2 separate regions of the Mus musculus genome follow, and region 2 is linked to region 1. A link is a contact called in public Hi-C data. All regions are on one chromosome and are shown on one strand. The core of a region is the stretch at or near the end of the contact, and the rest is flanking DNA. Distances in the headings are between cores, read along the strand shown.

Region 1 (3,037 bases), core at 360-2,859:
CTTCTTCTGGGATTCCAGAAGAGCAGACTCTTTCTTGGCTTCTGAACTTCACACAGCGGAAGGGTAGATTTTTATTACATTGTAGCAATTTGTTCATCAGAAGCCCTGATAAGGGTCTTGGAGACCTCCAGGAGTTTTAATTTTGTTTGCAAGAGGCTCAGCAACTTGCCCAGGCACACACAGCAGAGGCACAGTGGCCCTCAGGGGCAGATGTTCCATCCTGGATGCTGACTTAGGGCTTCTGTTCACTCACGGCTGTTTGTAGAGCATCTCATATGTACCGAGCACAGAGACAGATGCTGGCCAGACCTCAGGGTAAGCAAGGCACATCTGACTTGTCATTCTGGGGCTTTTACAGTCCGAAAATGTTAAGAAAGACTGCTATGTGATAACATCGGAGTATAGGTCACAGTACTGGGGACAGTGTGTGTGTGGCTGGAGGGTTCAGAAAGTCTCCTCAGGGTGATGGAGCTTCAGTATGCAGAGACGGTGGAGAGCAGAGAGCTTGTGTGCAGTGGTGGGTAGAAGGCCAGGTTTTTATCTCCAGGTCAGGCAACGTCTTCAACAAGGATGCTAAGTCTCTTCAAGGACCATAGAACAAGATGAATCCCACCAACTGCCTGCCGCTTCTAACTTTTTTTCTAGATAACATCTTTAATCAGAGAGCCACTCCTGCTCTTCAGCTCTTCAGCCAAGCACCTCAGAGGAAGCTGAGCCCATGTGGAGTCCCCAGGGGTGGTCGAGTGATAATGTCACTTGTGCCATATGTACCCCCTTGGCAGAATGACGGATATGCAAACTAATTCCAGCTCATAGAGTGTAAGGGGAGGGCCCGAGGAGCGGCTCACTGGGTGAGAGGCCAGCATGAGAACTTGACTCCTGATCCCTGATATTTGTACAAAAACTCCAGTGTTTTCAGGCCCAGCACTGGGGGCAGAGACGGGCCAATGCAGAGAGTGTGGAACAAACCAGCCTGCTCAAAGCAGCAGATTCTGATTCAGAGAGATGCTGTCTCAGGGCAGCAAGGTAGAGAGGGAAATTACCGAATGCCTCCCCTCCCCCAACACTCACATCCTGTAAGAGGATTTCTGGCGGAGGCAGAGATCTGGATGCTCCTCCCTTCAGGCTGGAGAGGCAGAGAGGAAAACTCACGTTTCTAGAAATGTAGCGTCTGCCACAGTGACAGACATTTCGCTACCACCCACAACAGTGACAGACATCTCGCTACCACCCAGCAGCTGAAGCTCTCCCAAGGGACAGGGTTCTTGCTGGCCTGCTGGCCGCGTGGTACCACTGCCCAACTGTTGTGTTAGAAGGTGGCTTGTATCTGGACAGATCACACCACAGCAGCACAGCTCTATGAGAAGAGATTTACTGGGGAAAGAGGGGGTGAGGAGGAGGAATGAGGGGAACAAAGAAGGGGAGAGGGGTCTGGGGCCCTGCCTTTTATTCAGGCCGGGATGTAACCATGAATATCAGGTGCGCAGGTGAAGTGCGCAGGTGAGGCGCACATTGGGGGGGGGGGGGGGGAATGATGTGTGGCGGTTGCCATGGCAACAGACGCATGAGCGTCCCTGTTGCCTAGGGGTGACCTCATCGCTGGATTCCGAGGCGACCAGTTTCTGATGTCAACACCATTGCTTACCTTTGAGGTCTCTTTAATGTATTGTTATTTTGGCCAGTGGGAATCACTGCTGCTGGCGAAAGCATGGGGCTTCCTGGAGGAGGAGACCTGGTGACCCACAGGCTGTCTGAAATGGTCTGAAAACGAGCAGAAGTTAGGCCGATGTAAGTAGAGTGTTGTAGGCAGAAAGCACAGTCCCCGTCCCCGTGTGGTCGAAGACACAGGACAGTCCTGACTCAGAGGTAGTACGGATCACAAGGAACAGAGGTGGGGGGGGGGGGCACGGGGACGGAACGCCCTTTCTGACTCTCAAGATGGGCTCATCATGTTTGGCTCACGAGGCGCTGAGGTCCTCACTGAACTCAGAGGGAGTTTGAGGGAGTTTGGGCGTCGCTCTAGAGAAGATGGATGACGGTGGAGTGCCGTGTGATGCTGGTGCACAGCCCGCTGCTACCCAGGTAACCACGGTGGCCCTTGAACTCGGTTCCCCTGGACTCTCAGGACTTACTTGGGTGCCGTTCTCTTCTCTCTCAGCTGCCCGTCTAGGCTGAGTGCCGCCCTGAGCCCTGTGTTGGCCTCAGTACTCCATCAGGTCCAGCCCCCGGTCTCCTGCTTCGGTTTGTCTTTGTCCTGTGTTGGGTGTGCTGCTTGGACTCCTTATTCTCTCAGAGCGACCAATTGAGAGGCAAAGAGCAGAATGAGCGAGCGGCTTCCAGCACACTCAGAGTGAACCAGAGGCTGAGGGCACAGCCATTGTCCCTGCCTCCCATGAGGATCTATTTGAGGGGCTGGGCCTCCCTCAATGCCTGGTTTTGATAGGCCAAGAGCCATTGTAAATATATGAAACTGTCACTGGTATAGCCGAGAGGTGGAAAGGGAAGGGCTGGCTAATGGAGAGTCAACTGTGGACATCCAATTCTCCCCTAAAGGCAGGGTTGGGAGGGTGCTGGATGCAACAATGAGGACCTGAATCTAGATTGCCAGAACCAAGGGTAAAAAAACAAAAAAATCAAAAAACAAAACAAAACAAAAAACAAACAACAACAAACGACAACAACAACAGCAAAAAAACCAAAAACCCAAAAACCCAAAAAAGCCTTGCATGTGGCACACACACACACACACACACACACACACACACACACACACACACTTGAAGGGGCTGGAGAGATGGCTCAGTGGTTAAGAGCACTGACTGCTCTTCCAGAGGTCCTGAGTTCAATTCCCAGCAACCACATGGTGGCTCACATCCATCTGTAATGGGATCTGATGCCCTCTTGTGGTGTGTCTGAAGACAGCAACAATGTTCTCACATACATAAAACAAGGAAATCTTAAAAAACAAAAGCAAAACAACAGCAGTAAAACAAACAAAAATTCCCAACTACTTTGGAGGCAGGGAGACAATAGCTCC
Region 2 (3,037 bases), core at 164-2,663, 57 kb before region 1:
TCCCTGTAATTATAGAGTTTACAATGAGCAGCTATCATAGAGAAGGAACATTGTGCTGATCTCCGCCATCGTACTTCCACAGATAAAGGGAAAACCACTACACAAAAATAGAATTTCAAGGTCTGTACATTGTGTATTTAGTCTGGCAGACACCTGTTGATTAGGGACAGTCAAAGTGCAACTGTCCCTGCTCCTGCTTTAAGCAAGAGCTGAAGTATGACTTCATACTTCATTATAACTCTGCCCATCACCCCCACTTTACGAGTCACTTCCGCAGAGACCTCTGGACATCGAATACTTATGTTAGTCAGAGTTCTTTCAAAATCCAGACCTGTTTTCAGAACAAATGCCAGATTTCCTGGGGAGGGCGGTTACAGCCACATCATCTAACACACTCTGTCTGGATAATCTTCCTTTAGTGTTTACTTAAAGAGGAAGTGATGCTCTCCAGACCCCCGGTAGAAATGAGATCATGTCATGAGGTTTCATTGATCAGGATCAGAAGGCAGATGAATTTCTTTGATGACACTACTAGGCATCTGCCGTTTCTTGTCTCCTATGACTGCTGGGAGATTACTAAAGGAAGCGAGGCTACCACAGAAGGAGACCAATCAACATGAATCAACCAATTGCTTCACAGTCATGGCAACATACAATGGGCTGTAATTGGTGTACACTGAGAAGACTTCATCGTTATATTTTTATGCCTATTTATTATTTATTTTACATATGTTGTATGTAGGTGTTTGTGTGTGTGTGTGTGGTACACACATGTGTTTGTGTGAATGTATCTGTTTGGGTGTGCATGTATGTGTGTGTGGGTTGATGTCAGTATCTTCCTCAAATTTTTTTCCATATTTTTTGAGACAAGCTCTCTTGTCATACCCAGAGCTCATGGAGTTGCTTAGACAGGCTAGTTAGCAAGCTTCAGGAATCTGTCTGTCTCCTGTTTAGCACTGGGATTTACAGGGCATACTGCCATCTGGGGCTTTTAATGTGGGAGCTAGGATCTGAGCTCAGGTCCCTGTTTGCACAGTAAACTCTGAATCATCTTCCCAGGCTTTCTATAGCTTTTTAAAGAAATATATTCATTAATGTTTATATTGACTTTAAAGTCCTGGTATGAAGTGCCACGATTTTAGGAAGAAAAGTGTCTTATGTAAACGTTCCTAAGTTGTAGGTTTTCTCTGACAAGACAGAAGGGTTCCATTGCGACTCGAGTTTGGGAAGTTTTCCCAAATAATACAGTGGTGTCACCACTAGGCTATTTACAGTCCTGATTTAGACTTGCATGTGTGTCTCCTTAAACTGAAATTTGTCTAATTAAAAGTAAATCTGGCTTCTGGGAAGTTGATGGAAACAAACAGATGGGGCAGGCTCTCCATCTGCTGTTGTGGCCGGCTTTTGAGTAGCTACCACTCCCCTGAGGCCTTGATTCATTTATTTCTTTAGCTGTTCATTTAATAAGTGTCTGCTTGGTGCCATCTCTGTGCCAATATTTAGGAGACAACACCAAGGGAAACCCATCACAGGTGGTCAGTCACGTTATCCTGCCTTCAGTGAGTTCTCCAGCTTGTGATGCTGAGCAACGACTGTCCCAGATCCCTCGAAGTCAAAGGTCTGGCCAGTGGGATTGGGTCCTGAGGGCCAGGTGCAAGCTGCTATTTGGCCTCTATGCATATGCTCAGAGCTGGCAACATGGCAGACATGTGGTCTGGATGGCAGAAAACAAACAAACAAACAAAAAGCCTCAGGCCCTGATACTGTGGGGTGCAGAGTGTGGAGTATTGTAACAGCCAAGTGTGTGCACGATGAAACACCAAAGGAAAACCTCCAGAGTCATTACATCACTGCTGCTTAAACAGTGGCCTCTCAGCCTAGAGAGGATCCAGTGGTCAAGCGTGGCCAGCAGATTGGATGGGCTGGGCCTCGTGAACTCTTCCGTAAGAGAAGCACCCAAAATGACCATCTCAGTGTGTGTAAAGGGCCCGACTGTAGACATACTCTGTGAGCTTCTTAAGCATTCAAGCCTGTGTATTGGGAAATAAAAGGCCAAAAAGCCAGAACTCTTTTCAAAGAGGGTGGAGAAAGGCATACATTCTTGTCACCTTCTTCTTAACAGAGAAGAGGCATAAGGCTAATTTCCACCCAGCAGCCAGGCCCGAGCAGAGCATTGCAGGTATGTAAGATCCCAGGGCAGACTCAAAGGTCTCAGAAGAACCAGGCTCTATTTTCTTAGCTCCATCTGTGTATCCCTGTAAAACAAACCCTGGCTTGGTAAATGTTCTTCCAGGGACAAGGCTACCTCTATCCACAGTGAGCAGCGGTAAACATACGAGTATATATTTAGATGTGGGTTAGACACAAAGTAGCCTTTTCTTTCTAAAGGAGGAAAAGAAAAAGCAAACACAACTTCAGTTCCTTACTGAACCTGGCACTTTTAGATCTAAGTCGACAGAAAGGACCACATGAGAACGTGCTGAGCCTCAGAGTTAACAAGATGTCACTGTGGGAGAGAATTTTCATAATTAATGAACCAGTTCAATGTGTGCTGCCGTTTGACTTTGATGAATGTGTGTGGAGGCGTCCCCTCGGGACTCAGCAGTTGATATGGGAAGCCCTCCTGTCTATATCCTGTGATGGGCATGAATCACAGTCAGGGCATCCAATACCGGCCATGGGAGCTCAAGGGACAGCTGTGCAAACCTGGTGATGGTGTTTGACCGACCTGCCGCTTGGACAGTCTCCAAAGATGGAACACGACTTTGAAACCTAAGCTTTTTGGAGACGGAGGACCGGGCTGCTGAATAGAGTCTTAGGAGGAGAATTTATATTATGAAAACCCTTCTCCTAGTTGTACCATGAGTTTTAAGACTGCAGGGAAATGACCTCAACACTGTTTTAAAATGATTTGATAAAATTTTATTTCACTGCTTATGTAGTTCATCATGCCAAGTTACTTGTGTGACGAGTCTCAGTCTCAGTCTGGTGTCTCAATGCTTGATTTTGTTGACAAATTCCACTCTTCCTTAGTTAC

Evidence for each region. A called contact is a pair of places that touch in the nucleus more often than the background predicts.
Region 2: a Hi-C map of the N1E-115 cell line shows a contact between it and region 1, with 4 times the contacts expected there. The contact joins the enhancer-like site here to the promoter of 1700029J03Rik in region 1. A contact is called at or near these places in 5 of 484 Hi-C or Micro-C datasets (the N1E-115 cell line, cortical neurons, cranial neural crest and 2 more), 2 of 115 datasets of contacts at active chromatin or transcription factors (embryonic fibroblasts and embryonic stem cells) and 1 of 9 other capture datasets (embryonic stem cells).

Annotation. Positions count from the first base shown.
Region 1 is chr16:93,457,444-93,460,480 of GRCm38.p6, reverse strand. 1700029J03Rik (RIKEN cDNA 1700029J03 gene) reads left to right here and starts at 1,609. Exons shown (of 3, transcript NR_040494.1): 1 at 1,609-1,788.
Region 2 is chr16:93,514,232-93,517,268 of GRCm38.p6, reverse strand. The region is part of intron 2 of Gm30695 (a long non-coding RNA gene); the gene reads left to right. Among named protein-coding and RNA genes, the nearest start is that of Gm30695, 16 kb to the left of the region's middle. Within about 2 kb of position 1,413, at least 12 of the 459 cell types and tissues checked have an H3K27ac peak or open chromatin away from gene starts, as enhancers often do. A contact at or near this core is called in the N1E-115 cell line, where this site is marked.